Regions from separate parts of the Ovis aries genome. Here region 2 is linked to region 1. A link is a contact called in public Hi-C data. All regions are on one chromosome and are shown on one strand. The core of a region is the stretch at or near the end of the contact, and the rest is flanking DNA. Distances in the headings are between cores, read along the strand shown.

Region 1 (3,426 bases), core at 41-2,540:
GAAAATGTGCATTTTGGATTTTCCCAGTCCCGGGTTCAACTCCTGTCTCAGTATCTCACCGGCTGTGTGACCCTGAGGAAGTTACTGAACCTCCCGGGGAGCCGTAGGCCATCATTTGTAACAGGATTATGCGGCCTCACAGTGATTCAAGGAGAGAAATTGCACTTAGGACCTTTCACCCAGGGCTAGTATGGAACAGACATTCTACAAACCATAGAAAAAAAATACGCCGCTTCCCCACCTCCTGCCCTGCCCAACTCAGCCCGAGCATGGCCTAGTCAAAACAGATGACAATCCCTTTCCAGTCTCCCTGCGGACAGCTGAGCCAGGCGGGGATTTTCCAGGAGAACTTCGCTCCTGGAGAGAGAGGCACAGAGTGATGTAGTTTGCAGAGGGCAGATTTTCTATCCTGCAACAGCAGATGGCACCACCCACCAGAATTCACAGCCCATCTGAAGGGCCTGCCCTGACCCTGCCCAAGGCCTCAGGCACCTTCTCCTCCTCTGTCCTTTCTCCTGCAGCCTGAAGCAACCCAGGAAGCAGCAGCCAACCCCTCGAGTTCACAAGCAGCCCCTACACACCATGTCCCACCCACACTGTTCTTGTCCCTGAGCACCCGGGTGCTTTAGGGGGACTTTCAAAGACCCAGCTTGGGTAATGCCTCAGTCACCCAGATGCCAAGGAGCAGTTGTTGTTTAGCCGCTAAACGGTTGTCTGACTCTTTGCGACCCCATGGACTGTAGCCCACCAGGCTCCTCTGTCCATGGTATTTCCCAGGCAAGAATACTGGAGTGGATTACCATTTCCTTCACCAGGGTATCTTCCCCACCCAGGGATTGAACCCCTGTCTCCTGCATTGGCAGGCAGATTCTTTACCCCTGAGCCACCTGGGAAGCCTGGAAGGAGCAGAAGGCCGCTGTTTTTGTCCAGGGCCCTCAGGACTCGGGCTCTGAAGCTGCCAAGTCCTCACACCTGGCTTTGAAGGCTCCTTCATGCTTGCAAGACTGCCCCACTGCCCCCCTTCCCTCCCAGCACTCACTCAACACCTCAGTGAGATTAAGAAAGGGGGTGACCAGCTCCCCGCCACAGCCCACACAGAGCACCCAGCTTCCTGTGCAGGGTGTCCTCAGCCATGGCCTGTGCCTTTAAGGACCACTGCTGTGTGGCAGGGCCTCAACTTCAGCATCCTCAGCTGAGTTGGATTAAGCGACCATTCCATGCCTTTGCGAATTCCTTCTGGCTGTTGTCCCTTCCCCCACACGGAGACTGAATAGCCAGCGACCTGAGCCAGTCTGCCTAGGGCAGCAGGAGAGCTGGTCTAGCCCGACTGCCCCCCGGCCTCAGGGAGCAGAGGCTGCCCCTCGAGAGGGGGACTGGGGCAGGAAGTGGGCTCTTTGGGGCCTTGCGCTGCTGTCACAGGGACACCAGAAAGCCATGCAGAGCCTAGAGCCATGAAGGACTGCTCAGATATCGTCGTCTGTGTGGAAACGACAGAGCTGAGCAAGGTAAGGGCCACCAGGGCAGCTCCCACAAGCCCCAGACGCCTGCCTAGGGCTGCTGTGCCCCGTGAGCACACCTGCCAGGCAGCACGGCCACCAGCCCTCAGCCCTCAGATCTCTCCCTTCAGACTGAGTTCTGCAATCCTGCTTTCGAGCCTGAATCAGGGCCATCTTGCCCCCTCCCCGCCCTCCGGGAGGACGCCAACTGCAGCGCCCGAGCTCCCTGGCAAGGTAACCATCTCAGGGGGTGACCCGGGGGTAGGACAATAAAGGCCTGGCAGCTCAGGGTGGTAGGTGAGGGATGCCCTAGGGAGAGGGCTCTCAAAACCCCGCCCTGCCTGTCCGCAGGTCGGCATCCCCGATGGCTGCAGCCAGACTGCCACTTCTCCTGGCTGTGTGTCCTCCTGCTGGCCGGCCTGCTGCTCCTGCTGCTCGGGCTGCTGGTGGCCATCATCCTGGCCCGTAAGTCCCCAGGGCCTGCTGGAAAAAGGGCTTTAGGATGAGACCCCAGAGCTCTTCTGCCCATGCCCCCGAGGGATCCAGAGCCTCTGAGGCCCCTCCCCCATCTTGTCACCTCCAGAATTGCAGGCTACAGCCCCACCGGGGGCCACCTACCGTCCACTGCCTTCCCGAGGCCTCGCCACCACTGGCACTACCCCTGCCACCTCCACCACCACCTCCCAGGCAACTGGAACCCCTAAAAGGCAACCGGAGGCAGGAGTGAGCCTCGCACCTCAGTCCGGTGAGTACTCAGGGCTGATCTTCCTGGAGAAGGGCCCAGGATGGCAGGAGGGGGACATGCAGGAAAAGACACCTTGAGAGGAAAAAAAAAAAAACAAAACTCTCTCTTCTTTTGACCTCTGATTGCTCACCTCAATCTCTGCAGCCTGTGGGGGCCTCCTTCCCGGCCCAAGGGGCTTTTTCAGCAGCCCCAACTACCCAGACCCTTACCCACCCAACGCCCACTGCGTGTGGCATATCCAGGTGGACACAGACCACGCAATACAGCTCAAGATCGAAACTCTCAGCATGGAGAGCGTGGCCTCTTGTCTTTTCGATCGCTTGGAAATCTCTCCCGAGCCTGAAGGCCCCCTCCTCAGGTAGGTTCCTCTGTCCCCGGAGATCCCAACCCCTACTCTCTCATCCCTGTCCTGAACAACTGTCCGGAGGGCAGAACCAGGAAGGTGCAGAGGGAAACTCTTGACTGGGAGGAAGAAATGGAGAGACTTGGCCTCTGCGCCCAGCTCTGCCACCATCTTACTACATGACCTTGGGAAGGTCACTTCCCCTCTCTGACCTTGGCTTCCAAATCAGGAAGCTGGAGCTCCCACATGTCTTTCCCATTAATCAATGGTTCAAGGATGGACAAGCAGGTGCCAGGGAGGTCACGGCTCTGCTGGAAAGGAACAGAACCTTTTTTGACACATCGTCCCCAGGATGGGGCTTCAGGAAAGAGGACCACAGAGCCCAGGCAGGCTCCACTGCCGCTTGCCCTGAGCTCTGAGCTGCCATCACCCCCAATCTGGCTTCTCGCAGAGTATGTGGGAGGGTGCCTCCCCCCACATTCAATACCAACGCCAGCCGCCTCCGGCTGGCCTTCGTCTCTGACAGCAGTGTGGAAGGATCTGGCTTCCATGCCTGGTACCAGGCTGTGGCCCCTGGACACGGTGAGTGTTCTCCCACCAAATGCCCAGCTACCCATCAACTGGCCAACTCCAGCTGCTCCCAGCCCTAAAAAAGCGGCAGAGATTCTAGAGGGTTCTGAATCCAGATGCCTACCCCCAGGGAGCTGTGCCCACGAGGAGTTCCCCTGTGACCAGTTCGTCTGCTTGCTGCGTGACTCAGTGTGTGACGGTTTTGCCAACTGTGCTGATGGCAGTGACGAGACCAACTGCAGTGCCAAGTTTTCAGGTACAGGTCCGATCAG
Region 2 (3,208 bases), core at 236-2,735, 110 kb before region 1:
ACAAAAGGTAAATCTCTGAGTGTTTCCTTTTCCCTTCCCTGGGACAGAATTTTAAGCTCTCCAGGGAATAGCTGGGCCTAGACACTCTCGCAAGGTACCAGGGAGGTCTATGTCCCAGGGACAACTCCAGGCTACAGGTGAGAACCCCAAGTGAGCTCTCCCTCTGCCCGCTCATGCCATACAACCACACTGAGACACGGCCACTCGGTCTACAAAGTGCCCCTGGTGCCCCCTCCTCTGCCCATCCACCCTAGTCCTCGGCTGCCCACAGGTGGCCCCATCCCCATAGTGCCAACTCAGGGGACTCAACAGACACCTGACGGCGATCAGCCCTTCCCCACCGCCTGCCTGGAGCCTGCTCCTGGGCCAGAAGCCAGACAGATTTTCCTGGAACTTCTGTGGCCTCCGGCACCAAAATACAGAGAAACCTGGGGGAAGAAAGGTCAGAATAGAAACAGGCAGAACAAGTAGGGGCTGTGGGGAGGAGGGAGGTACCGTGTGGATCATCCCTGCCTGCTTCCCTCAGCCCTGTCTCTGCCACTTGCTGCTTCCTGCCCAGGCACATGAAAGCTCATACCCACCCCTCCCTAGAACAGACACACAAGTCAGGGAGGCAGAACTGCATCCAGGTTACATTAAACCAGGTAGAGGATGGTACCTTGGCACAGAGGAGGGCCTCATCTCAGACACTGTGAATCCAGGACTTCCTAAAGGAAGTGCTTTTGAACGCCTCAAGGGAAAGACTGCTCCAAGGAGAAAGAGTTTGTGCAAAGGCCCTGAGGCCACAGAAAGTGTGGTGAGGACTGAGGAGAGCAGGAGGGCTCTGCACACAGCTGGCAGCTAGAGCAGCCTTGCTCCACACTGGCAGCCGGCGGCTTGCTTGTTCTGCTTCTTAGACATCCGCAGGAATGCACAGAGCCTCCCACTGGCCCCATGAGCATATTTTGGAAAATCTCTTGTCACAGTCTTCAGCCCAGCCCAAGACTCCTCTGACCTCCGGCATCCTCTCTGAGGCCACTGCTGGCTGGGGCCTTGGCCCTCATCCCTCCAGGAGTTCCTGACTCATCGTGGAAAAAGCTAAAAATCCCAGTCTTCTCAAGAATCAATCTGGCTCTGGGGGGAGGGCAGCTGTGACCCCAGCTCCAGGACACACAAGCAGTGGAGGGGGGCAGGGAGCAAGTCAGAGACAGGAGAAGATGCAGAAACACAGACACAGAGAGTGGTGGGAAGAGAGACGGGAGGTGCTGATCACAGCCGCAGAGACGACAGTCCAAGGGAGCAGGAGAGATATACTGCAGGCAGCGACGGCTCACATAAGCCAGAAACAAAGGGACACTCTTAGGTACACAGGACAAGCTGCCAAAGACAGCCAAGGACCACAAAGTCAGCTGATCAGCTGATCTGGAGGCAGCCTATGGGCCTCAGAAGAGGTTGGGTGGGGTGTCGGAAGGCAGCTCCCAACTCCGGGATGGGTCCACTGACTGCAGTTGCAGAATAGACCATGAGGGGGCGGTATTGCTCCAGCCACTGCCCTTTCGCCAGGAGTCTGGCCTCCCTAAAGACAAAGGCAAACTCCTTTCATCAGAAGCAGCACACAGGGGCCCAGGCTCACTGAAGGGGTAAGAGACACGGATGAGGGAACCCAGAGCATCCACCCCTGGCCTGGAGACCCCGCCCATCCCAGCATCTCCTCAGACCTGCCTCTTCCCTCCACATTCCCCATCACCAGCTTCATTCTACCTTTCCTGTCTCCTGCCTTGCAGGCCCAGAGGGCAGAGCCAGGAGGTGCTGGCCAACTTCTCCGCCCTTTCTGTAAAGGATATGACAGCCGCTATGTCTGAGGACCAGCCTTGGATCCTGCCACAGGAACCGGTCCCTTCCTTTACATCTTCCCTTGAAGGCTCTTGGATTCAGAGCATCCCTCACAAAAGCACAGAGGTCTTGGCTGAGCCAACACTTTCCAGCAGACTGCAGTGCTGAAAACATAACCGCAAGCTTGGGCCACATTAATAGAACATACTGTCCAGTGGAGGACAGCAGTCGGCAGCGATGAAGTCCAGGCCTCTGGTCACTTCTCTTGAAGGGATGTCAGTAAACCAACGTGACCCAGGAGGAAGACCACTGTGGAAACGTGCTACAAATTCAAGGTCCATCAGGGAGCACCAACACCATGTCAAACACTTGATATGTTAAGTGTTATATGTTAAGTGACATATTACGTTTATTATATCTTTACAGCAACTTGCATCATCATATCCACTTTACAGACAGGAAAACTCAGGAAAGCTCTTCTTCCAATGACTATCGTGTGTGTGTGTGTGAGTGTGAATGTGAGTGTGCTCAGTCGTGTGTAACTCTTTGCAACCCCACGGACTGTAGCCTGCCAGGCTCCTCTGTCCATGGGATTTCCCAGGCAAGAATACTGGAGTGGTTGCCATTTCCTCCTCCAGGGGATCTTCCCAACCCAGGGATCAAACCCTCAATTCGTGCGTCTCCTATGTCTCCACCATTAGCAGACAGATTCTTTACCACCAGCACCCCTATCCTATAGGTGTGGTATTTCTCAAAGCTCCATTTCCGGTCTCTCTTCTCCTTCATACATATTTCCTGAGTGGTCACATCTGATCCCATGACCTAGACTTTGTTCTCAAGTCGTTTGCCAAGATCATTCTCCCAGATTCCAGATCAGTCTATCCACCGGCCTTCTCATCTCCTCCTGGATGTCTTCAGGGACCTAGCCTTCCTTGTGCCCAGCGCTGACTCCTGATCTTCGTGGTCTGTTCTCCTGAGTCCAGCCCTGTAGGGCAGCCAAGCTTCCTGCCTCAGTGGGCCAGCAGAGGGTGTCTACAGGTCAGCCAAGGCCTTGTGGGGGCGGGGGAGGCTCACGCTGGAGTATTGCTGAGCACCAGTGAGCACTGCAGTCCCTTTCCTCCTCTTCAGCCCCTCCCACCCCAGGGTCCTCCTTCTGTCGCTGCGGTCTCTCTTCCCTTTAACTCTGGGAAATGGAAAACGGCCCTGCGAGTGAGGGGTAGAAGGGGATTTTGAGCACAAGCGGGAGAGGGGGAAGGAAACACACGCACAGGGAAACACTGGACCCTTTGTTGGAGCGATTCTGCCCCACAGCCATCCAGGGCTGGGGTTTGGCTCAGCAGGAGCAGCAAAAGGGCAGAGTGGTAAGAGAATTTACAGTGACCAAATTGTTGCGCAT

Evidence for each region. Hi-C and Micro-C count contacts between places; a contact is called where the count stands out from the background.
Region 2: a Hi-C map of hypothalamus shows a contact between it and region 1, with 4 times the contacts expected there. The contact joins the enhancer-like site here to the promoter of MFRP in region 1. A contact is called at or near these places in 3 of 16 Hi-C or Micro-C datasets (hypothalamus, muscle and tail adipose tissue).

The regions. Positions count from the first base shown.
Region 1 is chr15:29,636,654-29,640,079 of ARS-UI_Ramb_v3.0, reverse strand. MFRP (membrane frizzled-related protein) reads left to right here and starts at 1,290. Exons shown (of 13, transcript XM_027979003.3): 1 at 1,290-1,505; 2 at 1,628-1,730; 3 at 1,848-1,961; 4 at 2,080-2,241; 5 at 2,386-2,599; 6 at 3,036-3,166; 7 at 3,285-3,410. The coding sequence starts at 1,452.
Region 2 is chr15:29,744,023-29,747,230 of ARS-UI_Ramb_v3.0, reverse strand. No RefSeq gene overlaps it. Among named protein-coding and RNA genes, the nearest start is that of THY1, 48 kb to the right of the region's middle. Within about 2 kb of position 1,485, at least 13 of the 54 cell types and tissues checked have an H3K27ac peak or open chromatin away from gene starts, as enhancers often do. A contact at or near this core is called in hypothalamus and tail adipose tissue, where this site is marked.